Linked DNA regions of Mus musculus: region 2 is linked to region 1. A link is a contact called in public Micro-C data. All regions are on one chromosome and are shown on one strand. Each heading gives the region's core, a stretch centred on a gene start, on an enhancer-like site or on the middle of the called end of the contact. The rest is flanking DNA. Distances are from core to core; before and after follow the strand shown. Region 1 holds the start of Bend4 (BEN domain containing 4). Region 2 holds the start of Shisa3 (shisa family member 3).

The links. Hi-C and Micro-C count contacts between places; a contact is called where the count stands out from the background.
Region 2: a Micro-C map of embryonic stem cells shows a contact between it and region 1, with 2.3 times the contacts expected there. The contact joins the promoter of Shisa3 here to the promoter of Bend4 in region 1. A contact is called at or near these places in 7 of 39 promoter capture datasets (cranial neural crest, embryonic stem cells, hippocampal neurons and 3 more), 5 of 484 Hi-C or Micro-C datasets (B cells, embryonic stem cells and hematopoietic stem and progenitor cells), 1 of 115 datasets of contacts at active chromatin or transcription factors (memory CD8 T cells) and 1 of 9 other capture datasets (adipose tissue).

What each region holds. Positions count from the first base shown.
Region 1 is chr5:67,424,691-67,430,797 of GRCm38.p6, forward strand. It overlaps Bend4 (BEN domain containing 4), which reads right to left and starts at 3,109. Exons shown (of 5, transcript NM_001164806.1): 1 at 2,376-3,109. The coding sequence starts at 2,889.
Region 2 is chr5:67,604,731-67,610,837 of GRCm38.p6, forward strand. It overlaps Shisa3 (shisa family member 3), which reads left to right and starts at 3,153. Exons shown (of 2, transcript NM_001033415.3): 1 at 3,153-3,954. The coding sequence starts at 3,678.

The DNA.
Region 1 (6,107 bases), core at 1,859-4,358:
CCTCTACGCAGAGCTCATTTACCACAATGCTGTTTGACTATTTCCAGCTGACAAGGTGGCCTGAACACTCAGCACAATTACTCTGCTGAGAGAGAAGGCAACAGGCAGAGCCCCACCTGCCCCACCCCCAGGCGGTTAAAAGGCCCAGTCGAGCAGAGAAGCTCATTGGCTCAAAGTGGCACCATTAGTTCCTCAAAGAACCAATCAGCTCTTCAGGTGGCTGTCCCTCTGATGGCTACTCACATGGCTGTGCCTGTTGAGAGATGGTCTGCTCATTAGTGATTAATATTACCTTAGTTCTGTGGCTTCCCCCTCTACATCCAGAACATTCTCCAGGACACAGGGAAGAAACCTACTGTCCAGTTCCCATCTTTCCAACAAACACCACTAGGTGGGCATCCAGAGCCCCATACACACACAAGAAAAGCCCCAACCAGAACAGCCTTGAGAAAACTGGTAATAAGTTTGAAGGCAAAAAAAAAAAAAAAAAAAAAAAGAAGAAGAAGGAGCCGTCCTATCCTTAGATTCAGCAACAATGGCTTCTAACTTGTGACAGAGACAAACCAAAATAGGAAATTGGGAAAAAATACCCAGGGGAGGAGAAAACAGACCCCCAAAAATTCCAAATGAAGGAAAGACGGCAGAGTAACTTCCAGAACAAGAGCAGCCATGGGAAGAATGGTGAGAAACTGAGGCTGAGAGAAATAACCCGGTGAGTGTCAGGGAAGAGCAACCTCCGGATGCAAATAGTAAGGAGGGGTAGGACCATAGTATTCTGGAGAAAGTCAAAGACTGAACCGCAATAGCTTGAAGGAAGTGCTTTATCAAGGGCTGAACCAAGAAGGTAAAGGGTTGGTCCCCAAAGAGTTGGCTGGAACCAACATTATACAAGAGTGCAAAATATGGGAAAAGGGAAAAGGACTCACACTACTGGAAAGCAACATACAAAAGCAAAAAAAAAAAAAAACCAAAAAAAAACAAAAAACAAAAAAAAAAACACAAAACGCCAAGCAGGGGTAACAGACACAGCCAAGAAGTAGCAGGGGAGCCCCCAAAACAAGTTCCAAGCAAGACCCTGTTTCAAAACCAAAAGCCAACGGAACATGAAAGCAGAGAAGAGCCCAACAATGAATATAAAAACACAACACAATGGGATATGAGGGCAAAGGCAACAGAGGAAAAAAAACATCCCAGAAATAGTAAGGAAGCCCACGTAAGAACTCCAATTCAGAATCGCTAACATCTCCAAATCATTGGGGAGACGACAGAAACAAGGCTTCACTATAACCTGTAATTAGATTTTCTTTCTCCAAACCAATCCTTCACATGTCAAAATATTGACAAACAGCAGAGCTCTTAGCATAGGCATCTATAACTCCTTCAGAGACAATGCCCATCTATTGTCACTAGGAAGAAAAAAAAAATCCAACACAAAGTCTTAGATTCGCTGACAATCTGAATCTAGGAGGCTCTTAAGTGCCCTGAAAGGCCTGAGCAGGTTCTGATGAGCCCATAAACGTGGCTGTGTGTCCTTCCCTCAGGAGCTGAGACTGGGTGCAGGCCTTGCTCAGTGCTCGCTCACATTCCCTAGAGGAGATAAAATCTCGACCTCTGGGTAGGTGATCCCATGGAGACTCATTGACATAGAAACCAGGGTCTCAAGGACAGGGTGGGTGGGGATTTTAACTCTGCTCTGTGGATGCTCCTGTGCAGCGACCCCTTGCCCACGCCAAAAAATCTTCACTCCCCACCCCACAACCCAGAGCAGCAGAACCGCGGATAAAGCTAGGGGGACTGTGCGCCATGGACACCGGAGCGCACAGAGAACAAGAAACCCAGAGACCCCAGGAGGAGCCCAAGTGGTCCAGGTCTGCCCTACTGGGGCCGGGATCTTCAAAGGTCAGCTCCCCCCACTCCCCCAGGCAAAGAACCTCCGAGAAGGACAAGTAGACCTCGGGCGGGCGGGCAGGCGGGAAAGGGAAGTGTGGCGTGGGGGAAAAAGTGAAGTGGCCGGGAATAAAATGGGCGTCTCCTCGGAGTGGCCTCAGCCCGCTGTCCCGGGGCCTGTCCCCTCCCCAGCTCCCCGCCCAGGGCCTGCTCTCTTCACAGGCTCTCCCGCTGCCCTCCCGGGTGCTCGCCAGGAGCCCGCACCCCACAGCCACCTGTTAAGGCGCGCGCGCCGTCGGAAGCTCGGGTCACCGCGGCGCCCCGGAATCTTCCAGAAGTTACTACTGCCCGAGCGTAGCACGCTCCCGAGGCCCACGGGGACCACGGGGACAGCGCGCACAGCCTCTCCGGACCCCCCGATTCCCACGCCCTCCCCCCCTCCACGCCACCTTCGGAGCTCCGCAAAGTTGCGGCCCGGGAGTCTGTACCTGCACTGAGCTCCAGGCTGGCGCCGTCGCTACCCGCGCCGCTGCTGCAAGCGCCGGTCGCCGGGCCAGGGCCGTACCTGACGACGGCGGCGAAGGACGACGACGACGAGGCGGCGGGGGCCGCGAGCGGCGGAGGCGGCGGCGGCGGTGGCGCCGGAGTCCTGGGATGGCCCGGGGGCGCGGCGGGTGTGCAGGACGGCGACGACGACGAGGCGGCGGCGGCGGCGGGGGCCCGGCCTGACCCGGCCGGGTAGGACGGCTGCGTCGGGAACGGCGGCGGCTCGCTGCTGCTGATGGGCACGGCGGCGAGCGAGGCGAAGGGCGGCGGCGGCGGCGGCGGCGGCAGCGGGGACGGCCGCGCGGGCGACAGCTCGAGCAGAGAGGGTCTGTCGTAGCGCTTGGCCAGCGCCGGCCGCCGGCTGGGGAACGTCTTGAGGACGCTGTAGGGGCCGCGCTGCTTGTAGATGCGGGGCGCGCTGGGCCCCTCCTCCGCCGCCTGCATCTCGGGCTCCATGCCGAGTCTGAGGCCCTGCCCGCCCCGCGCGCGGCTCCGGAGGTGGCTCGGCCGCCCGGCCGCCTGCTCTACCCCGGCGCGCGCCGGCGGGAAGGCGTGTGTCTGCGCCGTGGCCGCCGCCGCCGCCGCTGCCTGTCGCCGAGCCTGGCATCTCCGAGCCCCCGCGCGGGGGGCTGCCGCCCAGCGCTGATTGACAGCCCGCCTCGCCAATGCCTGGAGGGAGAAAGGAGGTAAGGAGCAAGTGTTTAGGGTAATATCTGCTAATGATGATGGGGGCGGGGCGGGGCCTGGGCCCGGGCGGCCCGCGCGATCGGCGCTTCGGACAGGGTCGTGGGGGGAGGTGGGGAGGGGGAGCCCGTGGCCCGAGGGGACCCGGTGGGGGAACGGAACCTGGAGGGCGTCCCGGTGGGGACAGGTGGAAGAGGTGGCGTCCCGGCTCTCTCGGCTGTGGACGTGAGGCGGCAGCGGTTGTCCGCAGGGTCCGAGCTTTGGAAAGGAGTTCCCGGCGCCCTCCTGCGTGACCTCCCAACTCTCGGAGTGCACGAAGGGGGTGGTACCTAGAAGTTAGGGCGGGGTCGCCAGAGTGCAAGGGTGGGACAGCAAGTTCTTCTAGAAGGAAGCTACACCTCCCTCCCCCCGCCCCCCTCCCGAAAAAGAACATCTCGAAGGACTTGGCACAGGCCGCTGGGAGGTTTGTCCTGCCTTAGGGTCTTGCTGTCCCAGGTCTGGCGGCCGAACCAGAAAGCACTCAGGGCCTAGTGCTTCCATACTGTTTCGCTTGTTCTCCATAGGGAGCTGGGCGAGAGAGCACAGAGGCGCCATCATTTCTTTCCATTCTACAGATTTGAAAACTGAGGCTCTGAAAGACCAGATTTGAAAACTGAGGCTCTGAAAGACTAAAGGGAAATATGCAAATTCACGCAGAGGAGTTTGTGAGTGAATTGCACGGTTACATATAGGTCTTCAGAATGTAAAATAGCTGGTAGACAGTGCAATTCAAGGGAACAAAATGATCCCACGGTTCCCTTTGGGATGGTGACTGCTTTGAACATTATTATATTATCTATGCATATACGTTGCAAGACCAAAGTGGCCTGGGATCACCCTTTCCTTGCGTTGCTCATACTACCCGGCACCACCGGGCTAAGGATTCAGTGATGAAGATCTCAGTAATTTGCCGAAGCTGCCCCGTAAGGTTCTTCAAACACAAGGAAGGGTTCCGGCCTCTGCCAGTCACTCCTTCCTGTCTCAAAGGGAGCATCCTCTAGTTAGGCCTACCCCAATCCCTGCATCCCCTCTTCCCAAGCTTGGGTTTCAACCTCGTTCATCATTATCCAGGTCCTTGATGAATGAAGCTCATCTCTCCAATCTGGAGTTGCTTTTTTATTCAGAGCTATCCTTCAGTCTTGGGAAAGTGACCCATTTTCTCCTGGGGGCCAGGACTTTGGCCTCTCATTTTCCAGATCTCTCCCATTGGAAGAGTTCCTCTCCCTTGCTGTTTCCAGAGTCTCTGCTCACCCACTCTGGACTGTCTTCCTCTCCTCAGCAAGCTCCTCTGATAGTGCTGTGCCCCTCCCCCATTTATTAGAGATGAAATAAATAATGCCATAAATAAAAGTATTTGGGAGTCCAGGAACTGTCAGGGCTGATTAGGGCATAGAGGACATTTTCTTTCTCATTATGCAAAAGCATTTCATGGGGAAATAAAAGAGGTTTCATTGTAACTCATGCATGTCATATTTCAAGGAATTCACGATATTAATCATATTTAACATTATTTGCAGCGTTTCTTCTCCCTGGCTTCTGAAAACTGCTAAATGAGGACACGTGGATCACTGGGAAGAAAGGGCGGGCGATGAGCAAGTGAGGGACAGTTAAGAAATAATGAAACGCTGGTGAAAGACAGAGAGAATGAGATGCCGGGGAGATGTTTCTTAGGCACCGAAGGGAGAGGTGGGGGAGAGGCTCCCGAGCCGGGAGACAGCTGAAACTGAATGATATACGGAGGAGATAAATGGTAACAACCCTCCCCTCACTTTCCTGTCTAGAGAGCAGTTCTGAATTTTGCATCGAAATCTTTCCCTCCCACATTTACTCCCTGATAATTTGCCAGTAACTCCCTGCTTTGGAAAAGAAATTAGGGTGGTCATGGTGGTGGTCATGGGGCTGAGCAGAAGAAAACCTTCAGTCCTTTGGTAAGAAAATGATTTCCTGTATCTGGGGCAGAGCTTTCTCTTAGATTTATTAATTTTATTTGTATGAGTGTGTTGCCTGCATGTGTATATATGCACTGCATGGATACCTGGTGCTGGAGGATCTGGAACTGGTAGCACAGTTGTGAGCCACCATGTGGGTGCTGGGAATTGAACCCAAGGCCTCTGGTTCAACAAGTGTGGCCACCTCTTTAGCCCTTATGTACATATTTTAAATTTATGTTAACCTTGCCACTCAAACACCTTGAGAGACCGGGAACGATACTTTCTTCATGTTTTACTGACTAAAGGAACCACCTCTATTTTATATCCCCAAATAGCCATTTCTACAAAAGTGAATATTCTAATGAATGGTTGCGGTAATTGGGTTGGAAGCGTAGTCCCCAGTGCAACAGGATTGGGAGATGGGGCCCAAGAGTAGACATTTAGTACATACAGGCTGTGTCCCCAAGCTTGGATCAATGCCTGTTACAAAAGAGCTTGAGATTGTGAGTGAATTCTTGGGTGCTCGTGTGGGTGATGCCTCTGCCACTGTATGGTGCGTACTACAAGAAGGTTCTAACCGGATGCTGCTGCCCAGCAACCCTGGATGTCTCAGCCTTCGGAATTGCAGAAAGAAACAAAATAAAACAAAACACCCCCCCCCAAACCTACCTAATTGATGATATTCTGTCACAGCAAAAAAACATAACCTTGTATAGGGAACAAGATAAGGATTGTTGCAACAATTTCTTTACAATGTGAAAATGCCCAGGTAGTAGAGTATGGAAGAATTTGGAAGCATAAATTTGAAAAAGCCTAGGTTCCTATGAATGGAATATTAATGCTGATTCTAATAAAGACTGTTGCAGGATATTTGATCACATGGCCTCCTCCAGAACTCTGAACTGGAAATCTTGTTACTTGTGGCTAGGTCCTCGCACACAGCTTTAACCCAAGAGCTGCAGACAAGAGCTAAATAAAGTCAATGGTAGGCTAGGAGATAGAGCTAGCAACCAGTTGGTA
Region 2 (6,107 bases), core at 1,903-4,402, 180 kb after region 1:
AGCTAGAGACAAGAGCTCCAGGGTACTGGTTAGTTCATATTGTTGTTCCACCTATAGGGTTGCAGACCCCTAAACAAAGAATTCTCACCTGAAGAATATCGAATGGCTTAGAAGCACCTGAAAAAATGTTCAGCATCCTTAATCATCAGGGAAATGCAAATCAAAACAACCTTGAGATTCCACCTGACACCAGTCAGAATGGCTAAGATCAAAAATTCAGGCGACAGCAGATGCTGGTGAGGATTGTGGAGAAAGAGGAACACTCCTCCATTGTTGGTGGGATTGCAATCTTGTGCAACCACTCTGGAAGTCAGTCTGGAGGTTCCTCAGAAAGTTGAACATAGTACTACTGGAGGATCCCGCAATATCTCTCCTGGGCATATACCCAGAAGATGCTCCAACTGGTAAGAAGAACACATGCTCCACTATGTTCATAGCAGCCTTATTTATAATAGCTAGAAGCTGGTTTATTTTTTTTTTATTTCTGCATAAAACAGAGTTGTGATTCTGCCATCCACCGTCCCTTTACTCAGCTGAAATTATCAGCCTGCTGCCATCTCATCTTCTCTGGGTTTTTCCTTTTTTCTTCTCCCTCTCCTTCCCCCCTGAACTCCCCCCCCCCACCTTTCTAGTGTTTAATAAAGAAAAACCCTAGACATCATACCATGTAGCTCATTTCCGATAGAAATTTCCTGAAGACCACAAGAGAGAATAGGCTGGGAAAGTGATTTCTTAAGATTGTGTTATTCACAAAAATAGGGGCTTTTTGTTACTGAGACAGGGAGAAATGTAACATGTCTAAAACATGTACATGATACTGTGGGTGTGGAGTTTTGGTCACCTTTCTCCAGGGCACTCTCCCAAAGGCTTTGGGGAGGGAGTCTCTGGAGACTTATAAATCTTTACTAGGAAAATAAAAACAAAATCTTTGAAATCGCAGATATTTGTAAGCCCACAAAGAGGCAAATATCTTTCTGAGAGCATTGTTTATGACTTTAAAGGCTATCAATGTGTAAAGTTTGAGGGAATCTTTCAGCACAAGCACCCCTCACCTATCCGTCCCTCTCCTAACCTGAGGGGCTGCTTATTGTAACCTGAAATCAGTCTGGATCCAGGACGCAAGAGAGAAAAGCACAATGCACGGTTGTTTTAGTGTTTGCAACTTCTCAGATTTATGGAGTATCAACTTATTTAGAAGTTTGGTTATTTTCCATTAGCAAATATCATCCAACTAAATTTGAGCAGAGCACCCTCTGAATAAGTCAAATAGACAAGGGCTCTAAATGAGGAAATTAATTATAGCCAGTGTCCCAGGGAAAAGAACCCCTCTGTGGCACAGAGAAATGTAATTAATGGGAGGGAAGTGCCAACAAATCACTCCTTAAAATATTAACGCTATCAAAGAACAGCTGGAGAAGGAGGAAACTTGACCCTTGGGGGACTGATGGAGGGGCCGTGGCTGCTGTACAGTTTCACACAGTTGTGATGTAATGAAATTCCTCAAATCGTAACTTAAAAAAAAAAAGATATTAAGTAGTGTGGCTCTGGAAAAGTTATTAAGCGTTAGTGTGTCTTCGAGTTTGATTATTTTATTATGATCCTTGTAGCTCATATTTGCTGTGGTTTTAAATCTTTTTCTCTTTATTTTCCTGAAAACAAAACCAACCTCCCTGCTGCCCCTAAAAAACTGGTTTGGTTTTTTGTTGTTTTTTGTTTGTTTGTTTGTTTGTTTTAAGCAGCCTGAAAGCCCGGTGACAGCATTTTTTTTCCTATATAAATAAAAATCCATTAACCACGAAATTTCTACTCCACATGCTTCAATTAAATTCTTAGTTAAGGAAATTTGTTTGCCTAAATGTAATTTGGCTTTACTTAACAGTTTGATAACTTATTATTGCCCCCCAAACATTTATTGTGGAGCAATGCAGTTATAATTTTACACAGTCCTACTCAGTAGTGGCGTGTTGGGTATTTATTTTTATATTTAAATAACAATCTCAATATTTAAGACCTGAAGCTAGGAGTGGTTCTTTACCCGGGATGGAATTTAATTTAGATACTTAAAAATAAACCGTTTTATTCAGCACCGAAGTTTTTCTAGAAGCCTCTGGGACCGTGGGCAAGCTGCGGGTGTAATAAATACTTCTGACCGCGTATACTTGTGTTGGCGGTGCTCTGACAAGTTCTTCCATTTGTTTCAGGAGACTTGCTAATATCTAAATCGGTGACAGGGTGTTCAAAGCGTTTGACAAACCGTGTGGCTGAGACGAACGTCCTCACACGTACCGAACCAATAAACCCCGGAGAGGAAACACAGGTTGCAATAAAAATAAAGTCTTGAGGTTAGCACCGGTTTCACGTAACTCTGGCTTCACAAGGCTCTCCCTCGGCTAGAGGAGCCATGCCCTGCAAACAGCCCACAGGGGACACATCATTTAAATAAATGTGTTTCTTTGCCCGAACAGAAGTTCAGATAGGCTCGATTATCATTAATTCTGCTCTTTTATTTCCTTTGCGGGCGCGGAACACCGAAATCCTGGCCTTTGAAGTGAGGCTGGCGGGGCTGACCCGGGTCCTCCCCGGCGCCGGCTCAGCGGTGCGGGAAGGAGGCGCCTGAGCGTGAACTCGTGGAAGCTGGAAAGGAGGGGTGAAGGGGTGGGAGTGAGGTGCAAATGTTGGTGACCCTAAAAATCAGGTTATCGGAATCGAACGAATCCTCAGAATCGGCGGCCCAGGGACAAACTGAGTCTGTGCACAAGCCGACAGAACAGTTAGGGGACTTCAGACGCCACGCTCGTTTTTTAAAAGAAACCCGTGGAACTCAAGCGCGGCGCAAGTCCCCTCGTGAGCTGGCAGGCGTGGACGGAAGCGGGACCGTAGTCTTCCTCATCCTTCTGCAGGTTTTCCCCTGGCTATGTGACAGCTAGGTGGCAGGCTCGGCCTGGTCCCCTCGGGGTCACCGCCAAGGCCCGGGGTAGCGCCGTGGGTGGGGGCGGAGGGGAGACGCGCGTGAACCTGCGGGCGTGCGGACCGCATCGCGGTGCACCCGCTGTGATTAGCTCGCGCGGCGACCCCGGAGGGCGGACTTTCCTCACCCTCGAGTCTCCTCCTCCCTCTGCCTTTTTAAGGGACGCCCTCCAGGCAGAGCTGTCAGCCACCCCAGGCCCTCTGCACTTGGCCGCGACTGGGCTGTCTCCCGCCTGCGTGACAGTCAGGGGCGGGAGCGGAATTAGCCGTTGGTCCCCGAGACCTGCACGTGGAGAGCCAAGCTCAGTTCCCGGCTCTGCCGGGTACCGGGCGACAGCCCACGATTGGGACATTGCCCGGCCCTGGAGTTGGTCGTTCAGGGCTCGACGGCCCGCAAGAATAGCGGCCTGGCCCCGGGTGCTCCTAGCGCGATGAGCCTGGCTAAAGGCGGCCGCTGCTTCAGTCGCAGCCTACGCGGTGGCCTCCCGCGATCCCTGGTCCCCTCACCCTCGCGCACCATGCTGTCCTCCGGCCAGCGGAGCCCGCAGAGCAGCCCACGCCTCCTGCCCAGCCGCTGCTAACCCACGAGAACGCGTTCTTGACCGGGAGGTCAACCGGCCGCGTGGTGCCTCGGGGAGGCGGAACCTTGGTCCCCCGGAGCTCCGGCTCCGCCCTCGGATTCTCCAGCTGCCACCGGGCGCGGGGCGGCGATGGGGGCGCTGCTGGCGTTCTGTCTGCTCGTGGGCTTGCTACGTTGGGGCCCGGCGGGCGCGCAGCAGCCTGGGGAATACTGCCACGGCTGGGTGGACGCGCAGGGCAACTATCACGAGGGGTTCCAGTGCCCCGAGGACTTCGACACGCAGGACGCCACCATCTGCTGCGGCTCGTGTGCGCTGCGCTACTGCTGCGCGGCAGCCGACGCCAGGTTGGAGCAGGGGGGCTGCACCAACGACCGCGGAGAGCTGGAGCATCCTGGCATCACCGCGCGTAAGTGCGGCATCCCTGGGCGGACATGGCTCGCCCACCCGACACAGGCACGCCTTACTAGCTCGGGCCACAAAGTGGACCACCTCTGGGTCTGGGGATTGAAGAAAAAGAGGGTGATCGTATTTCAGGTCAGGGGTCCTATCGCTTTGCAGTTTGGGTCCCGGCTGCACGTGATGCCCATGGTTCGGCCCTAGGGAAAGTTTGCAAGGGTTCGCAGGAACTGCTGGTCTGGCGGGAACCTGGTGCTTCTAGGGTAGACAGCTGGAGCTAGGTTGGGTTTCCTGGGCGCTCTGGTCAAGTGGGGGAACTCCGGAAGTGCGGGTGCCAGGGAACTCGACTCTGATCACCCCCTTATTTTCTTTTGTCGAGTAGTAGCATTTCGTCACTCTTCCAACTTCCTTACAATTCTCTGCATCCAATTACCCTCTCTAGTCCACCCCCTATTGTCACGCTTTTCAGAAACACCCAAGTCTTTGGAGGTGAGGATTTAAAATTCCGGGTCACAGGGATTTCTCAGGCCCCCTATTCTCACGTCGGAAAACACGGGTCAAATTTCCGCTCACTTGTCCACTTGCTCACTTAAGAGGTGAATAAATCAGGACCCCAGCTGAGGAAATTTACACCTTGAAAAAAAAGTTTTCCACTTGAGTTGGAACATCAGGGAAACCTTTTAAGGCTCAAGGCGAAGGTTTTACTGCCAGGAAACCCGAGAAGTGTGTGGAGCTGAGAGCCTGTGTCTCCCCAGGACTGGGAGGTGGCAGTGTGGGGCCTGCACACTCTGATCCCCAGAAAGACAGGGAGAGAGAAGCAGGTCCTGTCGTCCAAATGATAACTGAGAGGAGGGAGGGGTCAGCATCAAACAGGGTTTTCCTCTGGGGTTTAATTTTGGCGGGGAGGGGAGAGTGTTAAAAAGCCCACTTCTGAGGACCTGGGAAGTAGTTTCTAGACTACATAGCAGAAAGCAGGAACTCAGGGCTATCTTAGCATGTTAGAAAAACCAAACTTCTCTGCTTCTCTAGGCAATGCTAAGCCTGCCTCCTGAGTCGGGAGGGGGGTTGTTCTCCAAAACAGAGACTAGAGGATTGGAGCATTCTCCCCACTTACTGAGTCTGAGATCAGGCCAAACCAGATGGATAGTGCTCTGCCTCCTGCCAGCACTTTAACCTCTGGTGACTTAACTACGCTGGGCCATTTTTCGAATTTAAAACGGGCATATTGCCATCAAAGAGTCAGTTTATTGATGACAGTAGCATACAGCTGTTTGACTCCAGTGCACAGGGAGTGCAGGCCAACTTCACCTGGCCTTCTATACCACTGGTACTCACACAGAGACGGAGACAGGGGGGTGGGGGGTGTAAGGGATGCCGAAGAGCTCACAGTTAGCAGCCCATGGGTAGCTGCTACCTGTCCTACCCTGGCTGAGTCTTTAGAAAATATATGTATTTATATCTGGATAAGAGGGAGTTGCTATCTCTCAAGGCCTCTGTGATAAAAGTTCAACCTGATACAGAAAATCAGGCTCGAGAGCCTTAGTAAACCCACGTGTCCAGTCTGCTGCCCGGAAGCTGGAGCCTGCCTCTCAGTGTGGTTCTTTCACACAGGGGAGAGACCAAGGCAGCTGCCCTGATACCTCTGGAAAAGAAAGCCTTATTTCTATCTGCCTTTTAGAGATGGAAGCAAAGGAGAGTTTGTTTGCTCTGCCTTGGGGATGTGCTCAGAAAGAAGTCTGGGTCACCAGTACTGAGAACTACACACTGTTCTTTCTGTGGGTGGGAATGTAGACACAGAGGTATGATGTCTGGAGTCAGGACTGATGGTTTGTGAGATGGTGGGAGACACAGTAAATTGGGGCTCACTGTGGATTGCTTTCTCCTGCTCTTTCTAGAGCTCTGTAACACCCCGGGGCTTCATTCAACAGGCTTGGTTCTCCTGGCTTAGACAGGAAGCATTTGGACAGGAGATGGATTGTCAGTCTAGGAGATGGGTTAGACCTTTAAGTGTCCCACCATGATCAAACCCCTAAAACCTAGATTTAAATGCACATTCATGGTGATCCCCCAAACTTACCCTCTCCCTTCAGTGCACCAAGAGGACGATATAGGCTTTCTGACCTCCAGATGTTCAATATGATGGCTGATTGCTAACAGAGGCTA